Regions from separate parts of the Hordeum vulgare genome. Here regions 1 and 3 are each linked to region 2. A link is a contact called in public Hi-C data. All regions are on one chromosome and are shown on one strand. The core of a region is the stretch at or near the end of the contact, and the rest is flanking DNA. Distances in the headings are between cores, read along the strand shown.

The links. Hi-C and Micro-C count contacts between places; a contact is called where the count stands out from the background.
Region 1: a contact with region 2 is called in a Hi-C map of leaf, with 4 times the contacts expected there. The contact joins the enhancer-like site here to the promoter of LOC123399738 in region 2. A contact is called at or near these places in 2 of 6 Hi-C or Micro-C datasets (leaf and seedling).
Region 3: a contact with region 2 is called in a Hi-C map of leaf, with 3 times the contacts expected there. The contact joins the promoter of LOC123399328 here to the promoter of LOC123399738 in region 2. A contact is called at or near these places in 3 of 6 Hi-C or Micro-C datasets (leaf and seedling).

What each region holds. Positions count from the first base shown.
Region 1 is chr5H:108,056,224-108,060,846 of MorexV3_pseudomolecules_assembly, reverse strand. LOC123395488 reads right to left here. Exons shown (of 2, transcript XM_045090493.1): 2 at 2,240-2,801. The coding sequence ends at 2,755. Among protein-coding and RNA genes, the nearest start is that of LOC123395488, 31 kb to the right of the region's middle. Within about 2 kb of position 1,541, at least 2 of the 3 cell types and tissues checked have open chromatin away from gene starts, as enhancers often do. A contact at or near this core is called in leaf, where this site is marked.
Region 2 is chr5H:108,955,239-108,959,826 of MorexV3_pseudomolecules_assembly, reverse strand. It overlaps LOC123399738, which reads right to left and starts at 3,120. Exons shown (of 11, transcript XM_045094123.1): 1 at 2,866-3,120; 2 at 2,343-2,654; 3 at 2,062-2,258; 4 at 1,333-1,782; 5 at 748-1,105; 6 at 584-669; 7 at 304-395; 8 at 1-192. The coding sequence starts at 2,646.
Region 3 is chr5H:108,281,710-108,286,566 of MorexV3_pseudomolecules_assembly, reverse strand. LOC123399328 reads left to right here and starts at 2,254. Exons shown (of 13, transcript XM_045093741.1): 1 at 2,254-2,676; 2 at 2,807-2,855; 3 at 3,526-3,563; 4 at 4,356-4,404; 5 at 4,503-4,552; 6 at 4,773-4,857. The coding sequence starts at 2,513.

The sequences.
Region 1 (4,623 bases), core at 292-2,791, 900 kb after region 2:
GAGACACTGATATTTCAAGATTCAGCAATTACAAATGGTCCTACATCTGGGAGGCGAATGAATTCAAGGCAGCGGCGTACTATGCTTACTACTTGAAAGATGTAATAGTGCACGAGGCCTTCAAATGGCTATGGAAGTCCAAGAGCACCCCCAAACTTAGGGGTTTTGGATGGCTCCTCCTTTCCAACAAAATAAACACTAGAAACATACTCAAACAGAGACACTACGACAATGGAAACAACCTGGATTGTCTTCTGTGTGAAACACACGGTGAAGATACAGTTGAGCATCTGTTCATTCAATGCACCTTTAGCCTAGCATGTTGGCAATCTCTGGATGTTCAGTGACCACCGATTGGGGATATACTACAAATTGTTGAGGCTAGAAAAAACAAGTGGAGGAGGGGCATGTTCATGGACATCTTCTAGTGGCGGCCTTGAGCCTTCGAAAGGAACGTAATAACAATTATTTCCATGCAATACCAACAACTTTCTTCTCGTGGAAGGAAAGATTTAACCAAGACTTCTTCAATCTGAGATTTAGAGTCTCTGAAGAAGAAAAGGAGCAGTTTATGACTACCTTTACGTGTGTGCATACCTGAACACCACCTACTAGTGTAGCCACTTCTTTACCTTTTTCCACACACCCAAAGTGGTGTGTGAGGACTTCACATGTAAATATATACTTATTCTTTTGAGATAGAAAAGCAAAATGCAGCCGATTTCTATTTGCCGCCCATGGGCGTCAAACTATCAAGCAAATGCAGACATTAAAGCAAGTTGGACCGACCGACTACACGGTTCATGCTGTTACTTCATTCGCTATTGTTTCTTTCGTTTTTTTCATCTTCTTCCACGTTATAGTTTTCTACTGTTTTTTCCGTTTTGCTTTATTTTTTCCTTTTGTTTATCTTTTTTGCTGTTTTTTGTGTATTATACAAAATATCCACCGCGTATTAGAAAAATGTTCATCATATATTATGAAAATGTTGCCATATATTTACAAAATACTTCATCATGTATTATGATTTTTTACCATGCATTACAAAGTTTTAAGTGTATTTTTCATCATATAATACAAAGAGTTCAACATGTATTAAAAAAAGGTTCATTCTACATTACGAAAAAGTTCAATGTGTATTTAGAAATGTTCAACATGTATTACAAAAAAAGTTCACTTTATTAAAAAATACTCATTCTGTATTTAGTAAAATGATCAGTGCGTTTTTGATAAATGTCAACCATATATTACAAAAAAGTTCACTGTATTATAAAATCAATTTCAGTGTATTTTTGAAAAATGTTAACCATATACTATTAATGTTATTATATTACATAAAACTATGTAAAAATAAGAGGTTCAAAATAAACATTAAACCCCAATTTTGGAAAATAAAAAAAAATTGGTTTGCTACAGCCAAACAACTGTTACAGTACTTCTGTCGCTACAGTTCCTCTTACAGGGCCGGTCATTTGCGCACGCCCTGTACGTCAGCGCGTCTATTGGACGCCGCCTGTGGGCGTCGAACAGTGACTCTCCAAAATGGAGTAGAAGGGTCTCCTACTGTTTCCATGGTAAAAAAAGACGGATCACATACAACCCTTCCTTCTGTATATGGGCCAGCCGCCCCATGGTGCTAGGGAGTTGCGTGACTTCTTTGTCCCACACGCAAATCACACGTCTGTGTTATTTTTCCTCCTTTTTTATTTTCATTTTTTATGTATAAATATATATATTCCCTAAAGTTAATAATGTCCACCATAAATTGGAAAAAAATAGTATATAATTTTTGTAAGCATGTATTTTAAAAAGTATTGGTAGCCTTAAAGAAATGTGAATGACATTTAAAAAACTTCATTTGTTTCAAAGAATACATGTGACATTTTTGAAAAATCTTATACTCGAAAAATATATACGTTTCAGTCTTTCAGATGTATAAGAAAGATGTACAACGTGTATGAAAAGAAATAAACATCATAGCATGTATTTGAAATAATATTTTAATCATGTATTTGGAAAATGTTGTGCGTGTTTAAAAATATTGTTTCAGATGTGTAGTCAAAATGTTGCAATTTGTATGAAAAAAGTAGACATTAAAACATGCATTTAAAAAAAGTTGATAATGTATTTGAAAAATAATAAACATGAATACAAATAATGTTTCAGATGCATAAAAAATACAACATATACGAAAATAAATAAGAAATTAAAATATTTATTTGAAGAAATGGTAATCATGTATCTGAAAAATGGTAGACTTGTATAAATAATGGTCCTGATGTGTACAAAAATAGATATAGTGTGTGAAAAGAACTAGACATTTGTTACTAAAAAAAGAAAACAAAATAAGTGAGGAAAGATATTGGAAAAAGAACAAGCAAACAAACCATGTAAAACAGATTAAAAAAAACAGGAAGACATGTGCGACGCTACTGTATTGTGCCAGTCCAATTGTGCTATTGTATTACATCTCAATTCGGGGAACATAACCCTCCGCGGCACCGTGATACAAGCTCCAAGTCCAAGCGATCGACTAAAAAAGACACTAAAAAAGGTAATAGTTCTAAAAAAATACTAAAAAAGGCGCTATGTTGGTATGGTATAGGCTGGTGGAAGGGAAGGTCCTTGAGGCACATCCTTTACGTATCCGTCGGAACAAATCAGTGACCAGAGACGGAGAACACCAGTGCAGCAGTAGCAGTCATCAAATTAAGTCACTGTCCTGTGCCTAGCTTAACATCTGGCTTCGCTTGCTCAGAGACTCAGCCTGTAGGTGGGACACCCGCAGGTTGTCCCACATCCTGCTATATGTGTCCACCACTTCAACAAACATCCTAGTACTATAGTACCACAAAATTTGAAACAACAACATTTTTACATTAAGTGTTTGACTGTCTTCAGTTTACACTCACTATTATCACCATACCTGTTACTCAGGATTTAGTTTACTAAATGCTAGGCCAAACCAGAGTTGCAAATCACCTACATGACACTTGAGCTCATGACTGTTGACAAACTCACTGGAGTCACCAACAGGAAAGCAAATTTGCACTGCAGGCAACAGCTAGCTAGTTTATAAAAAAACAGTAATGCATAAGAACAAGTTACAGCCACGAGAAGATTTTTCTTGTGTGTAACACTAGGCATATCCAAGATCAGGTCCTGAAACAAGTAATCAACAGATCCTGATACAGGATATTAGAGAGTTGTTGGCTGCAACAAGTAAATGTACTAATCCTGGAACAAGTAATCGCAGAACAGAAAGGCACTATCAAGATTCAGCATTTGGTTTGAATGATTCTTTGATGAGCAAGGATCTGAATGAGCATGTAGCATACTAACACACAAATACAACTAAGTGAAATACCTCAACCTGCTTAAGGAAATCGAAAGCGTGCCTCATTTACCTCATTTAAAATTGTATAAGGTCTTGCACTGACATAAAAGAAAAGATCCACACATGCAAGTACTCTTCCTTAAAATACTAACTGTAAATTGTTGAACTACTGCCAGTAAAAAAATATGCAAAAGGCTCAAGTATTCCATACCTATACAGATCACATCATTCAATTCTTATCAAAGAATGTATGCTCAGAAGTTTGTATCATGCATTCCTAGTTATACGTTTCCTTCTCTTTCTTGCCACGCTAACAAAATAGATGTCTGGAAGTAATTAGAGAACATTAAATATATCAGTGCATTCTTAAGGATGAAGAATGGAGTACCCAGAGTGTCCAGTGCTACCATGCAGCCGTCTATCCGAGTAGTTCATACTGGTCTATCTAAAGACAAATGTTCACACTCGCTGCCATTGGTGGCCTGACTGCATGAGCATGAGAATATCCGTGTCTCTGAGCAAGCGAAGCGAGATGGTGAGACAAATGTTCAGTTCACACACAGGCTTGGTGCACGACCTTAAAAATATTGGACGATATGAGATGTGCCAGCGATGTCAGGTCTCCAAATATTATATGACCGATGCTCCACAGAAACAGAAACAATAGCTGAGGGGCAGTGCAACGCTTATCATCTTCAGGGCAGTGCAACGCTTATCATCTTCAGGGCAGTTACACTTACTCATATAATTCTTAGTTATGATCACTTATTCCAAGTTCTCAAGGGACGATTCCTTTCAGTCTTTTGCTGCAAATCAAATCAAATCACTTGTTTGACAACCATTGCTGCATTTCTGCACAATGGTTTGCTTGGGAGCAACACAGTTTGGAGGTAAGTCGCCTTTCTCTCCCTTACTTAATCTGGTACACTTGAATGCCTACCCGTAATATATCGACACACCAGTGCTTTGAGGCGCCCAAGGTATCCTCAAGACATATAGTGAGTTGAAACCGCTCATTGCCTCATAATCCAAATTCCTGACAAAACAACTCTAGTAAAAAAGAAGAGGAAATCACACTGCTATTGCTGTCAGGTGTCGGTTTCTACGGGATGCACGCGCGCAACAAGGATTAGAACAGCAAAGCTGGTCCTGTACCGTGAAGGATTGTGCATAAGATCAGGAAGGAGGCTCATATTGATATGATCCAACAGCGGTCTTATTTCCTCGGTGTCTATCTCTAGGTGTGAGGCATCATCGTCAGTGCCAAGATGGTTAAAAGTAATGTT
Region 2 (4,588 bases), core at 1,871-4,370:
GGACTAGGACTCGATTGCTGTTGAACAGCAAGAGACTCTCCTCCTTGTGAATCAATGCTATCACAACTGTTGTGGATCGTGTAGTCTGACAAACCAATAACTTCTGATGCTGCCGTTATTTTAGTGTGGATAATCCTGTTGTGTTCCGTAGTGGAGCTAGGCTTATTTGGAAATTCTGTTGCAAAACTTTTCCTGTAAACATAAGGTGATCAAAAAATCGGTTAGGCTATTAAATGCATGCCAAGTGACATAAAGGTAGCATCTAGTAATTAAATGAATACAAGCATTTATGCATGGCTATACTTTGAACAACCAGCAGCTTGCTCTCTAGCTTCCGATGACAGGCTCATTCCAGACGCATTACTCTCTGAGCATGGAGCAGTGGGCACGTGTGCCTGTACAAAAAAAAAGACAATACAACTTTTATGTCCTCTGGTAAACATGGAAAGATTGTAAGAGAAACGAACCAGGATGTTACAAAAAACGACTCAACAAAATGTTTAAACGACCAGAATATTATTAAAGAATATCAAACATAATATTTAAGAGAACTGAAGTTGGCATAGAAAAACAGATAGGGGACCTTAGAGACTCCCTCGGAATGGTTATGCTCGATAGGCTCGTCATCGAATCCTTCTTCTTCACGCGCTGAAGAGGAGGTTTCTTCTTCTGAACAAGTTTTCACATAAATCAGAAATAAGATATGTGAATTTGTATAGTACTAATACTTGTGTAATACTGTCATACCGTCATCTGGCTCCTCCCCAACACGCACTGTTGAGGCAATCATTGTGCTTGCCCTCATATAATTCAAGTCCGGAACAGGACTTCCACCAGAGGGGTGATCGATACTCTCTTTGCGAAGTAGATGGACTATTACGGTAAGCTCCTTCTTGTCCTTTTTCAGTTCAAAGAGACAGATATCTCCTAATCGCAGACTGTTGTCAGCGATAAATTTGGACCAACCTCCAATAAGGTACCACCTTTTGGGGTACTTCCGATCATGAAACAACATATTGATATTCCATGTCTTTCCCATGTACTGGAACATCAAAGTTACATTTCTGTGGGGGAGATGTTCAGCGGCATATCGTTTACTCAATTCCTGGTATTTCATAGATAGATAGTTAGATAGATGTAATAGACTTTAGTCACAGACTGAATAATTTTACCATAAAAACATCAGAAACTGTATTTCTAGGTTTAATTTGGAGTTATATAGTTAACCAAATATAGTTTCTTGTAGGAAGGTCAAGAATCATACACTCTTAAAAAAAGTTAATAAAGATCAAAAGGTACCAATCAATATTAAAAGGGGAATTAGCTTACTACCATGTGCCTGGAACCAAGGTTGCTCTTTGTCATGATTGACACGTAAATTGGAACTTCAGATTGGATGGAGTGCACTTTCTTTTGAACGGCACTCCTCTCAGAGGGAGATAGACGGGCTCCATATGGTAAAACGTAGGGCGGCTGACCATGAGAGTCCTCACACTCCGAAGATTCATGAGAAACTTCAGTTTGAGAATCAGTTGTTTCTTTGGGAAGTAGATGGACTGTAAACGTGAATGGTTTTCCACCTTTTGCGGGTACAAAAATGCAGATATCTCCCACATGCACACCATTATCACGCACAAAGTGTAACCAAGTGCCCGTAAGCTTGATCATAGTTCCTTTCTTGTAGAATCTGGGATGCCATTTCTTGTTCTTGCCTGGACTCTGGAGCGTGACGGTTGCACTTTCATGTGGAAAGTGCTCAACAGCGTAATCCTTAGGAATGGTCTGCCCACAGATGGAACAGAATGTTATGCCATTGTCAAACAAGAAGACAATAATATACCAAACTTAAGCTTGGAACCCAAAAGGTGTATTGTTTCCACTGACAAGCAAGAAAAAATATATTTTTTATCCATAAGTTCTCCAAAGGTCATGAAAGTTTGCAGATAATGTAATTCTTCAATAACATTGAAAACATGAATGTAGCACATCAGAGCAAGCAACAAAGAGTTGAGACTGAAAGCAGTGTGCTGTGCACTCAACAGAAGAGAAGAGTGAACTTACCACATATGAAGAGTAAGACCTCAACATGATAGCCACAAAAACAGTAACTTTAGGTTTGATTTCTTTGATAAGCGCAACTACTCTGTTCTTTTCGGCGTTAGATAGATCACACCTTTGCGGTAACACATAATCTTGCCCTGGAGTTATCTGAACATCATCCGACTCAAGAGACTCGTATGCAGAAGGACTGTCTTCCCCTGTACAAATCTTCACAGGTAAAGGGACTGTAATAACAATTTAAAGTTCTGACACGGATGTGCAAGCAACTAAACTGACATCACCTGATTGCTCGGATGCAGAGGATATCACAGACGTCTTGCGTCGTTTTCTGCGATGGCCCGAGCTTCTATTTTCGTATCCGTCGTCTGAACTTTCACTTGACAACTGAATGTAACAATCACTGCTTGATACCTCGGTAGAATCTGTGCTCATTTCTTGTGCGTCGTCTGACCCGCCATGAGTCGGAGCAGTTGGCGAGCCAGAGGGGCAAACTCTCCGGCGAACTCGCCTAGCCGCCCTTCTTTCCTCCGTAAGAGGCGTATCCATCAAACTTGACGGAACGGGGCCCTCCGCTGCGCCTGGCATGGCTGCCTCTGGTACATGTAAATGCAGGATACGAGGATCAACATAGACCAACAATGTACAGACAAATAGCAATGCACAAACCCCTAACAAAAAATCCCTAAATCGCCTATCAATACCGAATATAATAGGGAACGAGCACGGAGCACCCACCGCTATCGAGCCCAAATCTGATCACCCAAATCAACAGGGAAAATACAATAGAGAAGCGAAGGCACTCACCAAGGAAGGCCCGCCTGCCCGTCGACGGCACCTAACGGAGAACAAAGGGCGGGGCCACGGGGCAAGAAGGAAGACCGGCGACCGCGACCACCGAGCCGCCGCCGATGGCGACCAAGCCCGCAGAAGCGACCCCGCGCAGCCGCGGGGCCGCCCACCGAACCAAACAACGACCGCACGGCCGGAACCTCGAGAGGCGGAAACAACGAACGCACGGCGGCCGGAGAAGGCAATGGCAATGGCAATGGCAAACCCCTCCGACCGAAGCCGACCTTGTGACGACCTCGGATAAACCCCAGCCCACGAACGCACCGAGCAAGGACATTCGCACATACGGACGGGCGCCCGAATAGGCCCACCTCGCCTACAAGGCACCCGAGGTGGGCCGGTCCAGTAGCGCGGCGCAGGGAGCCGGTTTTCTATTCGTGTCCTTTTCGGAAACGTTTTCCCTAGGCTAGTTTTTTGTCGATTCCTTTTTTTAAGCAAGTACAGTAGATAATTGCCCGCTAAAAGTTAAAGGAAAAACCTTGGAATCATCCGACTGATTTTAACAGACATGTCAGCCGCTCGCTCGGCCGTACGATCACGCTGATCGTATTTCTTTTTGGCGCAAGCTGCACTGTGTTCATACGTGGTTCTCTGCCTTTTTCAGTTTCTGTGGTCTGCGAGCTCAGCATTCACACGAACACGTTGTTTTGACGTTTCAACGGCACACTGCTAAGCTAGCTAGTAGCTACTTGCCTACTCACTCCTAAAGCAAAAAAGTGGCAGCGTCGTTGCTGTCATTATCACAACAAAGAAAGGTGTAAATAGAAACCAATATTTGGCAACAAAATCAGCCTTTTTGAGGCATTTGCAATATTTAGACCCACCAACTAATTTCTGAAATTTTTTAGCTCGCATCAATGGTCTCTCTTATGCAACATATTTTCGGTCCCAACCTTATCTTGAGCTGAATTATCCAATCTACATATTTTCTCTCCGCCCTTTTTCCCTTTTTTACGTTGCCCGACGCCCGCTCCTCCTAAGGCAGATGGCCCCTATTGCGAGTGGCGCCACAACAACGGTCGACGACACTTCTAGGGTTGTTGTGTTGTGAGGCCATCTAGATGAGCGCTACTAGGTGGCACCAACTGCTTTTCCAAGGTTGTCGGAGTTGTTACGAGAAGTGCTGCAACGGTTGGTTATCATTGCTGCAAGCAGGAGGGGTGACGCTGCAATGATTGGTCGTTCTTGCCATGATCGGGATGTGCGACGTTAAAATAGCGAGTCATAGTTGTTGGTTGTGCGACGCTACAATAGCCAGCTGTAATTGTTGCTAATGGAACACGAGGCACTATGATGATCAATCACCATTGATGTGTCGGCACGCGCGGTGCTGCAATGGTTGGTCGTCGTTGTTGTGAGTGGGATTCGCGATGCTGCAAGGACTGGTCATCGTTGTGCGATCGGAATGCACAACTCTACAAGGATCAGTACTCGTTGTTGTTGCAATCATAGTGCAAGACGCTACAAGGACCGGTCATTGTCACTGCGATCAGACGCACATGCTACAATGGTCGGTTGTCATTGTTGCGGGCGCATGATGTTGCAATGGTCAGTTGTCCTTGCCACGGACGCGCGGTGATGCAAGGGTCGCTCGTCGTTCTTGCCATCAAAACACGTTACGCTGTAAGGAACGATCGTTGTCGCTACGATCACATGCACGACGCACGATGCTGCAATG
Region 3 (4,857 bases), core at 1,005-3,504, 670 kb after region 2:
CTTGATCAAATGTTCAAGATGAGTTCTTTGATTCCTTGGATTCAGACAAAGAAGTGGACATGACCTTGCAAGAGGAAATGGACTAGCAAGTGGAGCATATTCTCAATTTCAAGGGCTCAATCAAAGGGAGAAGAGTGATCAATCAGGATAGAGTATCCGGAACAAAGCTACTGCAGAAGGATTACTTTGCTCCGAACCCAACTTTCTCGGATGATTCATGGTTTCGTCGTTATTATCGCATGTGAAAACCATTGTTTTTTTAGCATTGTGAACGTAGTGAAGGCACACGACGACTACTTCAACCTCACAAGCGATTGTCGCGGTCAAATATCTTTCTCTGCCAAGAAGAAGTGCATTTCCGTTGTGAGAATGCTTGCACTTGGTACTGCGACGGATTTGTTGGTGAGATGGTCAGGATGGGGGAGAGCACACGCCTGAAGATTACTGACAAGTTTGCTCATGTTGTGGTCGAGGTGTTTGGGGCAGAGTATCTGAGAGAACCAAATGTGCATGACACGGAGAAGTTGTTGGCTATTGGAGAGGCCAGGGGGTTTCGAGGAATGCTCGGACAAGTTGAAATCCTAGAAGATCAAGATGTAGTTGAGCTTATGAATTTTCTGCACATCAGAATCTACGAGATCATTAGGTGCACGCGCAACTACTCGATGATTTGGCGGAGCATATGTGGACCCACAATGGAAATCAAAGAGCAGATGATTGATTGTGCACTTCAAATAAATTTTATGTAAACAATATTTATGTTCGGTATTAACATTTTTTATTTACATGCGACATTGGTTTGTGTGATCGATGTACATGATTTTGCATGGATTTGAAAGCCCAGATATCAGATATGTGGATGCGGGGAGCGAAATATGAGAAGCCGTCCAAATGCATCCATGAACGTGCCCTGACGCGTCCGTGGACGTATAGGGGGGACGGATTTGCCCAGTCCGACTGTAGATGCTCTAAGGGATTGGACGTGACCAATATTTTGATAGGGTGAGTTGGGGGCATAAACGAGTAAATACCATAAAACTACTACAATTCAGGCTATGGTTCCCAAAAAACTATCTATTTTTAATTTTTCGCTGATGACTACCAAGTGAGGGGTCGGTTTTTTTAAAAAAACAAATGGCCATTGTTAAGAAATTAAAAATGTTTATGACAGGTCGGGACCACACCTAAACGGCCATTCATTTGATCGTTAACTGACATGCAGGGCCCACATGTCAGTGTCTGAAAAAGCAATCGGGTCCCTAGAAGTTTCTTAAAAAAATAATCATGTCCCTAAAAGTTTCTTGAAAAAGCAATCGGGTCCTTGTGAGGAGGCGCACCCGCCGCAGCTAGGAGCTCGATCCCGAGCGCCCTGCCTCACTTGTGTCGGCCGCCGCGCCCTGCCTCGCTTGTGACCGCCGCCTCGCCTACACCGTCCGTCGCGCCTTGCCTCTCCTGCATCGCCCGCCATGCCCTGCCTCCCCTGCGTCCGTCGTCGTGCCCTGCATCCCCTACCGACCCCTGCGACCGCTCCCATCCACGTTGGCGAGCACCTCCCACGACCATGGAAAGGCTAAGGAGGGAAGGGGGAGGATTGTCCGCGGCTCGTGGGACACGATGGAGAGGAGAGAAGAGAAGAGACTGGGAGGAAGAAGAAGAGAAAAGGAAGAGGAATCTAACTTGTGGGGCCCCATGTTAGTTAACAGTTAAACACACGATCAAATAGACGGATTGTTTAGATGCATGCCCGACCTATCATAAGCATGTTTAATTTTTTAACAACAGGCATTTATGGAAACACCCGACTCCTAATTTGATACTCCATCCGTTCCTAAATATAAGTTTTTAAAGAGGTTTCATTAGTGGACTACTCCCTCCATCACCGTTTATAAGGCATGCACGTGTACCTAGGTCGTTAATTTTACTTATATAAAATATATTGTTTAACATAAAAATTATATCATTAAAAAGTAGAACATCTAAAGCTTTTAATGATATATATTTTTAATATATATCTCTCTTGGTCAAATTAACGACCTAGATACACATGACGGACTTAAAAAACTGAAACAGAGGGAGTACATACGGATCTATATAAACATATTTTAAAATGTAGAATCATTCATTTTATTCCATATGTAGACTTTAGTGAAATGTCTTAAAAGACTTATATTTAGGGACGTGTCAACAGAATTAAAAACTGATAGTTTCTGGGAACCATAACCCGAATAGTAATAATAGTTTTATGCCACTTAACTCGGCATAAACCAAACAGCCCTACGTGTCGATGAACGAAACCAGATTCCTTGCATTTTCCGCCGCGTCGTGGCGCGGGCGAGTGAAGTGGCAGACTCAACTGGCTCCGTCAGTCGTCGCCGTGCTCTCGCCTATATAACCGGACCAGACACTGCAGGCGAGAGCAGCACCCGCCACATAATCCACTCTTCTCTCCTTTGCTCTTGTGCACGAGAGAAAACTGAGCGGAAGAAAGGAAAAAAACAGAGAGGAAAAGGGCATGGCGCCCAAGAGGGAGCTGGCCTTGGCCAGCGCCCAGGGCTCGGCGAAGCGCCTGCGCGTGGGGGTCCCTCGAGCTGCCTCCGCCGGCGGCAGCGAGCCAGCGTCGCCGGGAAAGCGGCTGCTGCGGCAGACAGTGTTCGTCGTGCTCTTTCTTGTGCGAACGTATGTCCCCTTCGCTCTTCGCTGGCTACCTGCTCTTGTCTGAGCTCTGTTTCTTGATCTTTTTTTTTTTAATTTCTTCTGTCCCCGCCAATTTATGGGTGTGGCCGTGTGGATGTGTGTGTGTGTGCAGGAGCGAAAAGATGACGGTGACAGAAAGTATGTCGCAGATTGGTCGCATGGTGAGCTCACACATCAAATATAGCTTTCGTTTTCTTTATTTACATGTTTTTGCTTGAAATTTACAACCAGTAATTCACCTGCTGTAAAATACCGAGATTTTGTACCAACTTCCTATTAATATAAAACCAAAAAAATATAAGCACCAATATCAAATCTCGGACTTCAGCTTGTATTTCTAACCATTACCGAAAAAGGCTTTCGCTACTTTATATATAAAGCAAAGTCCTTCTAACCATTCAATAACAGGTTGATTCGCCTATTATTTTTATTTATTTTTTAAAATTTTACTTTTGGTTTACTAAAGTGAAGCACACCATGTGAAAGAATATTTTGTGACTGAAGCCTAGTTAATGTACATATCCCAAAAATAAATATAATAATCAATGGACCAGATTCACGATGTGTATACAACATGATGCACTCTCTTTTCCGGCCAAATAAGTTTTTGCGCATACTGTTAGTACATATTGACTGCATTTTCTATATACACTTTCAGCACCTTTAAGGTATAGTTCTTTTTTTTTTAGATTAGTTCTTGGTTTTGCATGAATAATTCTTTGTACAAAATAATGTATTTGCTTGCATTTTATGTATTCATATAGTTTGACTTATTTGGCTATCTCCCCCTTATTCTGTTCCTGTTGTGGCTGATAATGTACTCCCATATAGGTTCAGAAACTTCACAAGGTTCAGATTCTTATCATGAGGTAAGAATATTTTCCATATTCTAATATGGTATTCTAGTTTTGTTCAATAAAATACAATCAGTGTTCTCATTATCTTCGAGTAATGTGTTTATTTGCAGGGTCAAAACATCAGTTCCATTTTTCTCAAAACACGGGCAACATAATATGTAGTGTATAGGAACTTGTGCCAAAAAACACACAAGTGTTTCATGTACCCCGTGCATTGATGGAGATTGTGCGACTCAATTCTTCTAAATAATGCAGCTGCACTAATAAGTAATTGGGTAGGCATAAACTGCTGGAGGGGTTGGGTGTGTATGTGTGTGGTGGGGTGGGGGTTCACCCGAGCTTCTTCAGGGGCCTATATTAGATCCACATGTAGGCAAGTGGTTTGCATATTTGCTAGGAACATTTATACATCAAGGGCAGTAGGGCACTCCGCTCCTTTTCCCTGAATTTGCATTTCAAGATTTCGTGATATCTTCTGTGACATGTATTTAATGACAAAAGGAAATAATTGCACTTGTGATAAATAGTTACAATGCGATCCATTTTTTGATGATCAAGGTTGTATATTGTAGACCATTTGGATAATTAAAAGTGAATCTGAGGAAGGATGTGGGTAGTAATTCATTGGGTTTAATTACAAATAGTTATACCATTTTTTATGTGATGATGTACTCATGAGTTCCATGAACCATCCGCATGTTCTTCTCTTAATGAAAATATGCAAGCTTTGCAAGTTTCATTATTTCGGAAGAAAAAAAATGCTTACATGTGGTTCTGTCTTGTCTCTATGCTCTTTGGTCTTAGCAAATTGGAAAGTTTACAGCAGCAGATGGAGGATATAAGCCATGAAGTGGTTAGATTCATATTACTCTAAAATAATGTCTTAACATGGCCGTCCTTTTTTTTCTGGTATTTGTTGCTCACAGTTGTTTTGTCGTGTAAAAACTGCAGAAGAAATTGGCTTGTTTGCGTTCCGACCAACATGCTGATCAACACCCAAGGTAGGATGATCTGTAGTCGCGCCGGGTCCGCTGTTTGTTCCTTCATTTTTAATCTCGTCTTGAAATATTTAATATTTCCCCGTTGTCAAGATGCCATTTATGTAGTAGTTCACAATACCCATCTGATGGTCCCTTAATGGAACAAAGTAGTATGTGAATGTTAAATTCAGAAAATGTCAATCCAATAATTATCACAATGCCGTTCATGTTTCTGCTTCAGATCAGAGTCATATCAGGAGAGTGCCATTCCGTGTGAACCAAACACCAACATTCGCCTGTGTTTCCTGGATGGCCTGAAGACTCCA